2 separate regions of the Mus musculus genome follow, and region 2 is linked to region 1. Evidence: chromatin contacts called from public promoter capture Hi-C data. All regions are on one chromosome and are shown on one strand. The core of a region is the stretch at or near the end of the contact, and the rest is flanking DNA. Distances in the headings are between cores, read along the strand shown.

What was found. Promoter capture Hi-C pulls out the DNA fragments that hold promoters and counts their contacts.
Region 2: a promoter capture Hi-C map of the HPC-7 cell line shows a contact between it and region 1. The contact joins the enhancer-like site here to the promoter of Ccdc65 in region 1. A contact is called at or near these places in 10 of 39 promoter capture datasets (the C10 cell line, the HPC-7 cell line, cranial neural crest and 7 more) and 1 of 115 datasets of contacts at active chromatin or transcription factors (pancreatic cancer cells).

Annotation. Positions count from the first base shown.
Region 1 is chr15:98,706,911-98,713,703 of GRCm38.p6, forward strand. It overlaps Ccdc65 (coiled-coil domain containing 65), which reads left to right and starts at 1,284. Exons shown (of 8, transcript NM_153518.2): 1 at 1,284-1,626; 2 at 2,145-2,312. The coding sequence starts at 1,486.
Region 2 is chr15:99,005,125-99,011,537 of GRCm38.p6, forward strand. It overlaps the pseudogene Gm8973. Among named protein-coding and RNA genes, the nearest start is that of Gm41398, 16 kb to the right of the region's middle. Within about 2 kb of position 3,922, at least 91 of the 459 cell types and tissues checked have an H3K27ac peak or open chromatin away from gene starts, as enhancers often do. A contact at or near this core is called in the HPC-7 cell line, where this site is marked.

The sequences.
Region 1 (6,793 bases), core at 34-2,533:
TAGGGTTAAAAAAAAATTTTTTTTAAGGAGCTGAAGAGGGCTGGTGAGATGGCTCAGTGGGTAAGAGCACCTGACTGCTCTTCCGAAGGTCCGGAGTTCAAATCCCAGCAACCACATGGTGGCTCACAACCTCCCTCATCTGGAGTGTCTGAAGACAGCTACAGTGTACTTACATATAAATAAATAAATCTTTTTTAAAAAAGGAGCTGAAAAGATGGCTCAGCGGTTAAGAACACTGGCTGCTCTTCCATAGATCTTGAGTTCAATTCCCATCAACTCACAACCATCTGTCATGGGGTCTGATGCCTTCTTCAGGCAAGCAGGTATACATGCAAATGAAGCACTCACACATTTAGAGAGAGAGAGAGAGAGAGAGAGAGAGAGAGAGAGAGAGAAACAAATTTAAGCTGGAAGTGATGACTCCTACATTTGATCCAAGCACTGGGGGTGGGGGATGTGGGGCGAGGCAGAAGTAGATGGATTTCTATCTATACAGTGAGTTTCTGGCCATCCAGGGCTACACTGAAACACTGTCTTAATTTTTTAGTAAGATTTATTTATGTGTATTTGCGTTTCTCTTGCATGTATATGTGTGGACCATGTGTCTACCCCATGTCCACAGAGGTCAGATGAGGGAGTCAGATCCCCTGGGACTGGAGTTATGAACAGTCATGAGCTGCCCATGTGGGTGCTAGGAACCAAACCCAGGTCTTCTGCAAGAGTGGCAAGTGCTCTTTGCCTCTGAGCCATCTCTCTATCACTAAGGAGACAATTTACAAAATATTTTTAAATATTTTATGTGTATGTGTGTTTGTGCACGTTAATGCAGCGTCCACCGAGGCCAGAAAGGCGTGTTTTGATCTCCTGAAACTGGGGTTCCAGGTGCTTGTGATCTCAGACCATTGGGCTTGGCAGTACCTCCCTTACCCAGTGAACCATCTCATTATTTGTATGTATGTGTAAGTGGTTTTGACCTGTTCTACGAAATCCGATGCTGTCTTCTGACCTCTGCAGGCACCAGGCATGCGCACGGTGCTCAGACACACACGTGGACAAACCAGGCATACACCAAATTAAAAAGTAAAATGGAAAAACTATTTGAAGACATTTATTATTTTTTTAAGAGAGACTAGGGTTCTTGATTTAAAAAAAAAAAAAAAAAAAAAAAAAGCCTACTTAAAAGAACTGACTGCGGTCCTCCGGCATGCAGGGGGCGCTGAAGTAATGCTGCCTCCCTATTTCTCACCCCGCGGTCTTAGCGAAGGTCCTTGTTGCTAGGAGACAAGATGCGTCTTTCTGTTCTCCAGCTGGGAGTCGGGTGTCGCCTGAGCACTCTTGGCGTGGAGGACAGAGGTCTAAGGCCCCATTACCTTAGCTCCAGAAGGTCCCTCCCTGTCTATGGGAAGTTTTTCTTTCTAATTCCTCACAAGTGGCTCGTAGCAGCAGGCAGAGGCTCCTTGCCCGGACCCAGTCCGCAGCCCAGCCATGTCTAAAAAAGGAAAAAAGCCCAAGTTGCCCAAGGCACCCCTGTCCGAGGAAGATCAGCTGCTTATATTTCAGCAAAAGATGCTGGCTGACGAAGAGGCAGCCAAGAAGAAAGAGAGACTCCTCACCCAGTTCTTGAAGGTGATGCTCGTCTGCAGTGTGTCCTGCCCAAACCCCCAAACCCCCAAACCCACCGCCCATGCACTGGTACCGTTGCCTGGGGTCGCGTCCTTGTGGCAGGCTCATTTTCATCCTTTCCTATCCCTCTGAAGTCCTTGGTCCCAAAATACATGGGCTTCAGACAACATTGGTTTTTGCCTAGGGCATTCTCTGTGAAACATGGGGGAGGGGAGAATTGAGTTTGGCAGTATCAACCGAGCCCCCAGAATTAGGACAGTGGATGCTGTCAGGTGTCCAAATTCAGCTGTCTTGAATTCTGAGGTTGGGTCTGGAGTGGGGTCGTTAGAAACTCTTCTCTGATGCTTCACCCTGAAGGGAACCCATTCATTGGAAACCACAAACAGGAGCCCCCGAGTGTTGGCTGCCAAGGGCTTTGTTTGTGAGAATACACGGGGACTGGTATTTTTCAGCGTGGTATCGATAGCACCGAGGTGGACCTTTCGCCTTGGCTGAAACGCATGTGATTACTCCTCCCTCAGGACAAGTTGGCCAAAGAAGAACACAACAGCGCTCTAAACCTTAATAAGATTAACACGCAGTGGAGAACCATCCTCAGGGAGGTGAAGACCAGAGAGCTTCACCAAGACATCGAGATCCTCAGCCAGACCTTTGAACGCGTGGTGGACTGTAAGGACAGCGTCATCAAGGTATGCACCCTCTCGGGCGTGGTGGCGCACACCTTTAATCCCAGTACTCGAGAGGCAGAGGCAGGTGGATTTCTGAGTTCAAGGCCAGCCTGGTCTACAGAGTGAGTTCCAGGACAGCCAGGGCTACACAGAGAAACCCTGTCTCAAAAAGACCCCCCCCCAAAAAAAAAAAGAAAGAAAGAAAGAAAGAAAGAAAGAAAGAAAGAAAGAAAAAAGAAAAGGGAAAGGGAAAAGGGAAAAAAGAAGGAAAAGGAAAAGGAAAAAGGGAAAAAAAAAAAAGTATGCACTCTCTCCAGAGAGCAGGCGGGGATGGCTTCCAGACCTTCCTAGGTAGAATGGGCCTAGTGAATTATTTATTATTTATTGTTGTTATTGCTGCTGCTGTTACTATTATTATTAATTATTATTTTGAGACAAAGTCATGTATCCTATTATTGTTATTACTATTATTATTACTTTTGAGACAAAGCCATGCTTTCCTATAATGGCCTCAGACTCACACGTAACAGGATAGATAACCGTGAACTCCCCACCCTCCTACCCCAACTTCCCAACTGCTGGAGTGGCAGGTGTGAGCTACACAGCTGGATCTACCTAATCAGCCTTCAAGCCTTCACCAGGCACAGGCTGTGACAAACGTGGCCTATTGGTTCTAATCACTGTCACTGAGATGAGAAAGGAATTTCTGAGCTGTAACTCTTCTCCCCTACCTTAGAGGCTCTGAATCCTATGGGGCAGCCAGCATCACCAGCAACTTGAACTCAGGCCCACGCCTTTATTTCAGTATCCGAAGGCTCAGTTCCAGAGAAGGAAGCTGACCTATCCAGGGTTGTCCAGTTCCAGGCAGAAGCCGAGAGGACTCTCGTGTGGATATTTTGTTCTTTCTGAAGGGTCTCACTCTGTAACTCTGGCTGTCCTGAAACTTGCTATGTAGCCAAGGCTGGCCTCAAACTCACAGAGATCCACCTGCCTGTGTAGGTGCTTTGGCCTAGTCCACTGCCTCATTCAAACAGTTTGGCCTCCTTGATTTAACATCAGAGGCTCTGGACAAGGTCGGGAAGCCCTCCCTCACAGAGGTAAGAGCAACTCTGGATTTCCAAACCATTCAATCAGCCATCTTAACGCTCTTTTGGAGAGAGACAGGAGACTGAAACAGACTTGTGTAGCCCAGATGGCTGTAATTAGCAATCTTCCTATTTCTGCCTCCCAGAAACTGGGATTATTGGAGGTGCCATCAGCCCGGATCTGCATATGCTCTTAAGAAATTCCTGAATCACTCTCATCTTTTAAGGGATTTTGATGCATCCATTTCTTAAAACCTATGGGTATGGGGGCTGGAGGGATGGCTCAGAGGTTACCGGTAACCACACGGTGGCTCACAACCATCTAGAATGAGATCTGGCGCCCCCTTCTGGCCGGCAGACACATGCAGGCAGAATGCTGTATAAATGATAAATCTTTAAAATCCTGTGTGTATGGTATGTGTGGGGGCGGTACATGCCCGTGGAGGTCAGAGAGAACCTTGTGGCATCAGTTCTTTCCTTCTACCTCCCTAGGTTTAACTGCTTCCTTGGCTCGGCGTGTCTCCACCTCCCACTTTTAAAGTTCCTGTGGTTTAAGCAGAAATAAAGCCTGTGTATGGGCCTTCTATTCTCTGTATTCCCTGTACAGCCTGGCTTTGGGATTGGTGACCTTGATGGCCACCTTGCTGCCCTTCCCAGAGAAGCCTTGGGAATCTGGGGGGCTGTGGGGGGACATCGATGAGGTTTGTCAGGTGAGGGTGGCACGTCCAGCCCCTTGATGCTGGGGACCAGAGGTTTACAGAGTCCCTGGGCAGCACACGCTTGCTTTGCTTGTCGGTCTCATGACCAGTGCTGAGCCTCAGCATCTTCTCCGAAACCTACTGATGGCCCCGAATTTCTGTTTAGTCCTGACATATGGCCGGACTTATGCCGGAGGAAATTCTTGGCCCCCCTTTTCATTATCTCAGGCTTCACTAAAGATCTGAGTGGAGCCACAATCCATGCAGGCGGCCAACTTGAAGGTGGCACCAAGGAGTTTGGGGGCGGGGGGAGGCGGGGTTACAGCTGCTTTTATTTGTTTTTCTTTTTCTTTCTTTGGGTGTTTTGTTTTGTTTTGTTTTGTTTGTTTTTTGGTGTTTTGTTTTGTTTGAGATAGGACCCTTGCTGGCTTGGAACTGGCTGTGTAGATCAGGCTAGTCTCAAACTTAGAGAGATCTACTTGAGAGGTCTACTGTCTCCTGAGTGCCAGAATTAAAGACATGCGCCATCATCAGTCCCAGTTTGTCCCTGTTTCAACCCTACCTTTTACAGACTACCTGTTCACTGACTCCTCTTAATCTTTTCTTCTCTCTTTCTTTTTCTAAAGATATCTTTTACTTATTTTATGTATATGAGTACACTACAGCTCTACTGATGGATGTGAGCCATCATGTGTTTGCTGGGAATGAAGGTTGCTCACTCTGGTTCGCTCTGGCCTAAAGATTTATTTATTATTATACCTAAGTACACTGTAACTGTCTTCAGACATACCAGAAAAGAGCATCAGATCTCATTATGGATGGTTGTGAGCCACCATGTGATTGCTGGGATTCAAACTCAGGACCTTCAGAAGAGCAGTCAGTGCTCTTAACCACTGAGCCATCTCTCTAGCCCCCTAATATTTTCTTCTCGAACAAAACTTCACAGTGACAGCAGATATTCACTGTACATCTTTCCTTCTGCCTAAGCCTTGCAGGGGTGAGGAGTCAGTAGGCCCAGGGCTGCTTCACACTGCTGGTTTTTGTGTTTTCTTTTTAAAAAGTTATTTATTTTTATTTTATGTGCATTGGTGTTTTGCCTGCATGTGTGTCTGTGTGAGGGTGTCAGGTTCCCTGGAACTGGAGTTACAGACAATTGTGAGCTGCCATGCAGTTACTGGGAATCAAGCCCAGGTCCTCTGGAAGAGCAGTCAGTGTTCTCAACCTCTGAGCCATCTTTCCAGCTGTCTTAGTCAGGGTTTCTATTCCTGCACAAAAGCATGACCAAGAAGCAAGATGGGGAGGAAAGGATTTATTTGGCTTACACTTTCACACTGCTGTTCATCACCAAAGGAAGTCAGGACTGGAACTCAAGCAGGTCAGGAAGCAGGAGCTGATGCAGAGGCCATGGAGGGATGTTCTTTACTGGCTTGCCTCACCTGGCTTGCTCAACCTGCTCTCTTATAAAACCCAAGACTACCAGCCCAGAGATGGTCCCACCCACAAGGGGCCTTTCCCCCTTGATCACTAATTGAAAAAATGCCTTACAGTTGGATCTCATGGAGGCATTTCCTCAACTGAAGCTCCTTTCTCCGTGATAACTCCAGCTGTGTCAAGTTGACACAAAACTAGCCAGTACACCAGCCCCAGCCTCCCCGACCCTCCAGTGCTGGGGAGCAAACCCAGAGCCTTGGACAAGCTAGATGAGTCCTCTATCACTAAGTCACACACTCAGCCCTGGAGGCTTTAGACTTGGTGTGTGTGTGTGTGTGTGTGTGTGTGTGTGTGTGTGATGTGTGTGCATGTGCGTTGTACGGACACATGTGTCTATGTAGGCCAGGGATTGCTACCACATATTTTTCCATCTTTTTGTTTGTTTTTAGAACATGGTGCACTTGGGCCGTAGAGAAGCCTCAGCAGTTACGAACGACTGTCGTTCTTGTAGAGGAGTCAGGCTAGATTCCCATCATCCACCTGGGGTACAAGCACCTTAACTCCAGTACTGGGGGGCAGAGGCAGGTGGGTCTCTGAGTTTGAGGCCAGGCTGAGCTAGAATGAGTTCAGGGACAGCCAGGACTACCCAGAGAAACCCTGTCTCAAACAAACAAACAATGATTGTGCTGGGAAACCACCACACTCAGCTACCTTATAACAACAACAACAACAAAACCCACAAAAATTGAACTTTGTGTGTGCGCATGAGTGACGTGTGTGCATGTGTGTGTGCGCGCGCGCGTGTATGTGTGTGTGTACGCGCGCGCGCGCGCAGATGACGTCTGTGAGTGGGTGTGCATGTGCTACAGAACATGTACAGAGGCCAGAGAACAACCTGTGGAGTCTGTTCTCTCCTACCTGTAACGTGGGATTGAACCCGTCTCTGAAACCATACAGCAAGCTTTTCCACCCACTGAACCATCTTGCCTCACCCGGTGCTTCTCCAGACTTTCTGAAAGTCAGCAAATAAGAATCAGATCCTTTGGGCTGGAGAGATGGCTCAGTGGTCAAGAGCACTGACTGCTCTTCCAAAGGTCCTGAGTTCAAATCCCAGCAACCACATGGTAGCTCACAACCATCCTTAATGAGATCTGACGCTCTCTTCTGGTGCATCTGAAGACAGCTACAGTGTTGTACTTAGCATAATAATAAATAAATCTTTAAAAAAATTCAGATCCTTTAACTATAAGTAGGGTCTCTCTATGTAGCCCTGATAGCCCCGGAGCTC
Region 2 (6,413 bases), core at 2,672-5,171, 300 kb after region 1:
AACCGTCAGGAAACTGGACTGTGAGCCTGTTTTTGTTTGTTTGTTTGTTTTTTAATCTTTTTGTTGGTTTGTGTTTTGAGATAGACTCATTCTCAACTCAGACAGGTCTAGAACTTACTTGATAGCTCAGGCTAGCTTCAAACTCAGAACACTACTCCAGAGCGAGGGCTCAGACTCCCGAGCCACCACATGTGGCAGTAGAAAACTAAACACAGGGCAGAAGAGATGGCTTTGTGGTTGTGTGCTTGTGGTTAAGGGTCTCACAGTTCTTCCAAAGTTCCAAGTACCCACTTTTGGTGATGGCTCAAAACCACCATAACTTCTTCTCTGAGGGGATAGGTAGCCCCTTTCCGGCTTCAGCTGGCACCTACATTCCAGAGGATATATTCACACAGACACACTTAATTAAATAATGCTTAGGGCCAGATGGTATTGGTGCAAGCCTTTAACCTCAGGACTCGGGAGGCAGAGGCAGGAGGATCTCTTGAGTTCATGGCCAGGGTGGTCTACAGAGTGAATTAGGACAGTCAGGGCTACACAGAGAAACTGTGTCTTGAAAAATCAGAAAATAGCCGGGGCGTGGTGGCGCATGCCTTTAATCCCAGCACTTGGGAGGCAGAGGCAGGCAGATTTCTGAGTTTGAGGCCAGCCTGATCTACAGAGTGAGTTCCAGGACAGCCAGGGCTATACAGAGAAACTCTGTCTCAAAAAACAAAACAAAACAAAACAAAAAACAAAAAACAAAAACAAAAAAACCCAACCCCCCCAAAAAAAAACAAAAAAGAAAAACCAGAAAATAAAGAATATGTAATTTAAATGCTATGCGATTGAAAAGTGATGGAATTAAGCTGCACAAGCCACCAGGAGGTTCACCTGGGTCTCCTGGTCTTTGAGGCCTGAGGTAGAAATGCAAAATTGGAGAGCAGCAGCCATGGCTCTGCGTTACCCCATGGCTGTGGGCCTCAACAAGGGCCACAAGGTGACAAAAAACGTCAGCAAGCCGAGACACAGCTGGCACCGGGGGCGCCTCACCAAGCACACCAAGTCGATGCGGGACATGATCCGGGAGGTGTGCGGCTTCGCGCCCTACGAGCCGCGAGCCATGGAGTTGCTCAAAGTGTCCAAGGACAAGCGCGCACTCAAGTTCATTAAGAAGAGGGTGGGCACGCACATCCGCGCCAAGAGAAAGCGGGAGGAGCTGAGCAACGGGCTGGCAGCCATGAGGAAGGCGGCAGTCAAGAATTGATGAACCCGGGGCTGGTGAGATGGCTCAGGGGTTAAGAGCACCGACTGCTCTTCCAAAGGTCCTGAGTTCAAATCCCAGCAACCATATGGTGGCTCACAACCATCCGTAACGAAATTGGATGCCTCTTCTGGAGTGTCTAAGACAGCTACAGTATACTTACATATAATAAATAAATTAAAAAAAAAAGAATTGATGAACCCTCCCCCAATAAAAGATGATTCCTACAAAAATAAATAAATAAATAAATAAAGCAAAAATTTTCGTTTTCCTTCCTTCCTTCCTTCCTTTCTTTCTTTTTTTTTTTTTTCCCTGTCTCTTTTTTTTCTGGAAGCTGGCTTGACCCCAAGTATACTTTTCTGCTACTTTGGCCTCCTTTCCTCCCTCCCTCCTTGACCGTGTGACCACTTGCCCGCCATGTCTGCTGACCTCCTTGCTGGCTTGATCTCCTCCTCTCATTGCTCTGTTCTGTTTTCCTATTTGTGTACTTTGTTGTTGCTGTTGTTCACCCATGGACCAGACTGGCCTTGACCTCACAGAGTTGCCCCTGCCTCTGTCGCTTCAGTTCTGGGATTAAAGATGGATGCCCCCACGCCAGCTCTATTCTTGTCCTCAGGAAAGCTGCTGATGTCGACAGTTTTCTTGCTGTGAGTTTACCTTTTCCTTTACTTTTGGTTCCTTTTTTCTTTTTTTTTTAAGATTTATTTTATTAATATATGTAAGTACACTGTAGCTGTCTTCAGACACTCCAGAAGAGGGAGTCAGATCTTGTTGCGGGTGGTTGCTGGGATTTGAACTCTGGACCTTCGGAAGAGCAGTCGGGTGCTTTTACCCACTGAGCCATCTCACCAGCCCCTGGTTCCTTTTTTCAAGCAGGGCTTCTCTGTGCAGCCCTGGCTGTCCTGGGATACGCTCTGTAGACCAGGCTGGCCTCAAACTCAGAAATCCGCCTGCCTCTGCCTCCCAAGTGCTGGGATTAAAGGCGTGTGCCACCATGCCCAGCTTAATTATGTATATTGTGTGGGTACAGGTGCTCTTGGAGGCCAGAGGCAGATCTGCCTGAAACTGGAAGAGCACAAGGGTATCTGCTACCTAACAGGGTTGCTGGGAACTGCATTCAGGTACTATGAAAGAGCAGTAAGTGCTAACAACTGTTGAGCCAACTCCCCAGCTCCTAAAAATAAGTCTTTAAAAATAAAATTGAGGGTGGGGGGTTGGAGAGATGGCCCAGCTGTCAAGAGCACTGACTGCTCTTCCAGAGGTCCTGAGTTCAATTCCCAGCAACCACATGGTGGCTCACAACCATCTGCAATGGGATCCAATGCCCTCTTCTGGTGTGTATCTGAAGATAGCTACAGTGTACTCACATATATAAAATATAAAAGTGGGTGGGGTAGCAGCATGGGCCTTTAATCCCAGCACTCGGGAGGCAGAAGCAGGCAGATGATTCTGAAGACCAGGTCAGCCTGGTCTTCATAGCAAGTTCTAGTCCAGCCAGGGATACATAGTGAGACTCTGTAATAATAAAATTAAATTGAAATTAAAAAAGAAGCCAGGCACAGTGACTCATGCCTATAATTCTATCACTTAGGAAGCTGAGGCAGGGGGCTGGAGAGATGGCTCAACAGTTAAGAGCATTGGCTGATCTTCCAGAGGTCCTGAGTTCAATTCCCAACAACCACATGGTGTCTCACAGCCACCCATAATGAGATCTGATGCACTTTTCTGGTGTGTGTCTGAAGACAGCTACAGTGTACTCGTGTAAATAAAAATAAATAAATAATATTTTTAAAAAAGGAAGCTGAGGCAGGAGAATTGCCACAACTTTGAGGTCATACTAGATGACATAGCGTATTCTAAGTCAGTCTGGACGACAGAGACTTTATCTAACCAAAACACAAACAAACAAAAGAAAACAAAGCACTGAATGCAGTTGACACCTGCAATCCCAAAACTTGTGAGGTAGAGTCAGGAAGATCAAAAGTTTAAAGTCATTTTGGGCTACATAGTAACCGCCAGAATTGGCTCCATGAAACCCTGTCTGAAAACAAACAAATGTATGTGTGTGTGTGTGTGTGTGTGTGTGTGTGTGTGTGTGTACATGTGCACACGTGTGCCAGTGTATGTTTTATTCTGAGGAAACTAGTTTTGCATTTCAAATTGTGAACCCTAAAGGAGATAGCTAATGTCTTTCTTTTATGTTTCCCTCGTATTAACTCCGTATAAATGGGTTTTTTGTTGTTGTTGTTTTGTTTTGTTTTTTGTTTTTTCGAGACAGGGCTGTAGTCCTGGCTGTCTTGGAACTCACTTTGTAGACCAGGCTGGCCTCGAACTCAGAAATCTGCCTGCCTCTGCCTCTGCCTCCCGAGTGCTGGGATTAAAGTAGTGCGCCACCACGCCCGGCTTCGTATAGAAGTCTTGAGTTGAAGCAAGCAGTTTGTTGACCTTGAGTAGAACTGAGCTTCTCTTCTGTCGCGCCTCCGGAGCCTCTGTTGGAGCACAGCTGCAGAAGCGAAGCAGGGCTCTTCAGGGCTCTTCAGGGCTCTTGACACCTCACCCTCTCTCAGCCCCAGCTGTGGCCACAGAGAAGCCGTAACCAGGATGTTTTTTCCTCTCTGCTTTTCTGGACTTCTCTGATTTGCTGACTTGAAAGACTTTATGACTAGAACAAGCCACACCCACAGGAGCTGCCTACCACTCTCTTCCTGATACCTAAACCCTTCTCTGCAACACTCTTCAGAGCTTCCTATAAAAGGCTCAGCAACTGAACTCAGAATTCAGATATTTGTGCTTGGCAACAAGCAAGGGAAAATTCTTTAGAGATGACCTTTCCCTCGACCTTCAGCTTGTTCTATAATAGGGCTTTGAGAGTTTGTGACTATTCTCTGAAAAGTATAAAGAAGATTGATGTTTTGTTTTTGTAAGATTTATTTATTTTATGTATGTGAGTACACTGTAGCTATCTTCAGACACACCAGAGGAGGGCACCAGACCCCATTACAGATGTTTGTGAGCCACCATGTGGTTGCTGGGAATTGCACTCAGGACCTCTGGAAGAGCAGTCAGTGCTCTTAACCGCTGAGCCATCTCTCCAGCCTTAGATTGAAGTGTTAAGATCCCAGAGATAAGCGATTTTGGTGGAAAGATCACTTGAGGCAGGAGTTCAGGAACTGAGCTGCATAGATCAGTCATCCATCAAACAAACAAACAATATCACAGATCCCTGAGCCAGATGTTCCGTGTAATCCTACCTACTTGGGCTGCTGAGGCAAGAGGTTCACACGTTCAAGGCCTACCTGGGTTATCAGTAAGTGTATATTCAGTCAGGACAGCTTGTTGAGAACCTGTTTCAAAATAAAAAGTTAAGGGCTGGAGAGATGGCTCAGTAGTTAAGAGCACTGACTGCTCTTCAAGAGGTCTTGAGTTCAATTCCCAGCAACCACATGGTGGCTCACAAGCATCTGTAATGGGATCTGGTGCCCCCTTCTGGTGTGTCTGAAGACAGCTACAGTGTACTCATATGAATAAAAAAAAAAGTTAAGGGCTAGAGAGAGATGGCTCAGTGGTTAAGAGCACTGACTGCTCTTCCGAAGGTCCTGAGTTCAAATCCCAGCAATCACATGGTGACTCACAACCATCTGTAATGAGAGCTGACACCACCTTCTTCTGGTGTGTCTGAAGACAGCTACAGTGTACTTATACATAATAATAAATAAATCTTTAAAAATAAATAGAAGTGAAAAAAGAGTTTGCTAGCAAATGTCTTTAGTCCCAGCACTTGGCAGAGGCAGGCAGATCTCTGTCGGAGAGATGGCTGCTGGGGGTAAAGGTGCTTACTTGCTATGGAGCCTGCTTGAGTCTTAAGATCCTCGTGGTGGAAGGAGAGAACTGACTCCTGCAAGTTGTCCTGTGACTGTCACACTCAAGTCATGAACACACACCACACACCCAAATAAATACACAAATGTTTAAAAAGCAGAAAGGCCAGGGACAGAATGGCTTAGCGGTAGAAGGCTTACCCAGCATGCACAAGGTGAACCCCAGTCTGGGAAGAAAACCCTGGTTCTCAGAGGCGCTGCCTTCTCTGTGTTACCTCAGCACGTGTTCTTCAGATGCCTAGACTTTCTGCCACCTCCTCCTTGATCTCCTCGGTCCAGGGAGAACTCCTATCAGAGCTCCAGCCCTTGTTTATTTATTTAATTTTTATTTGTTTGTTTATTTATTTATTTATTTATTTATTTATTTATTTTTTGAGACAGGGTTTCTCTGTATAGCCCTGGCTGTCCTGGAACTCACTCTGTAGACCAGGCTGGCCTCGAACTCAGAAATCCGCCTGCCTCTGCCTCCCAAGTGCTGGGATTAAAGGCGTACATCACCATGCCCGGCTTCTCCAGCCCTTATTTATCTATTTTTAAACGTTAGATTATGGATACAAGTGTGATATCTGCATGTGGGTTTGTACTTATGGATTTAGTATAGTGGAGACCAGAAGAGAGTGGCAGGTCCTCGGGAGCTGGGGTTGGGTGAGTGACTGTTAGCTTTCTGACATGGGTGCTGGAAACCAAATTCAGGCTCTCTGAAAGTGCAGTATGGGCTCTTACTTAATTTGTGAGCCATCTCTCCAGTCCAGTTTGTTTCCTGTGTGTGTGTGTGTGTGTGTGTGTGTGTGTGTGTGTGTGTGTGAAGGTCAGAGGACAGCTTGAGGGCGCTGACTCTCTCACATGATGTGTGTCCTAGGGCTATAATTGGAGTTGTTTCTCTTGGCAGCAAGCATCTTTACCCCATAAGTCATCTCACCATCTGACAAGCTGAGTTAGAATACCAGAAACCACATAAAGTTGGAAGGAGAGAACTAGTTCACACACACACACACACACACACACACACACACACACACACACACGAATGCACAAGCATAATTTTAAAGCATTCAATTTCCAAGTACATTGTAGACATTGTGCATTTAGACAGAGTATACTTATGTACATGTTATAGATAAATACATACACATACTTTACATGCATACATACATACATACATACATACATACATACATACATACATACAAAAGCAGTAAAGAAAGCCACAGTGCTGATAAGTACCTGCAGTCAGGCAGATCCAGGAACACTTTTAGGAACAATAGAGAAACACTGGGCTGGAGAGATGGCTC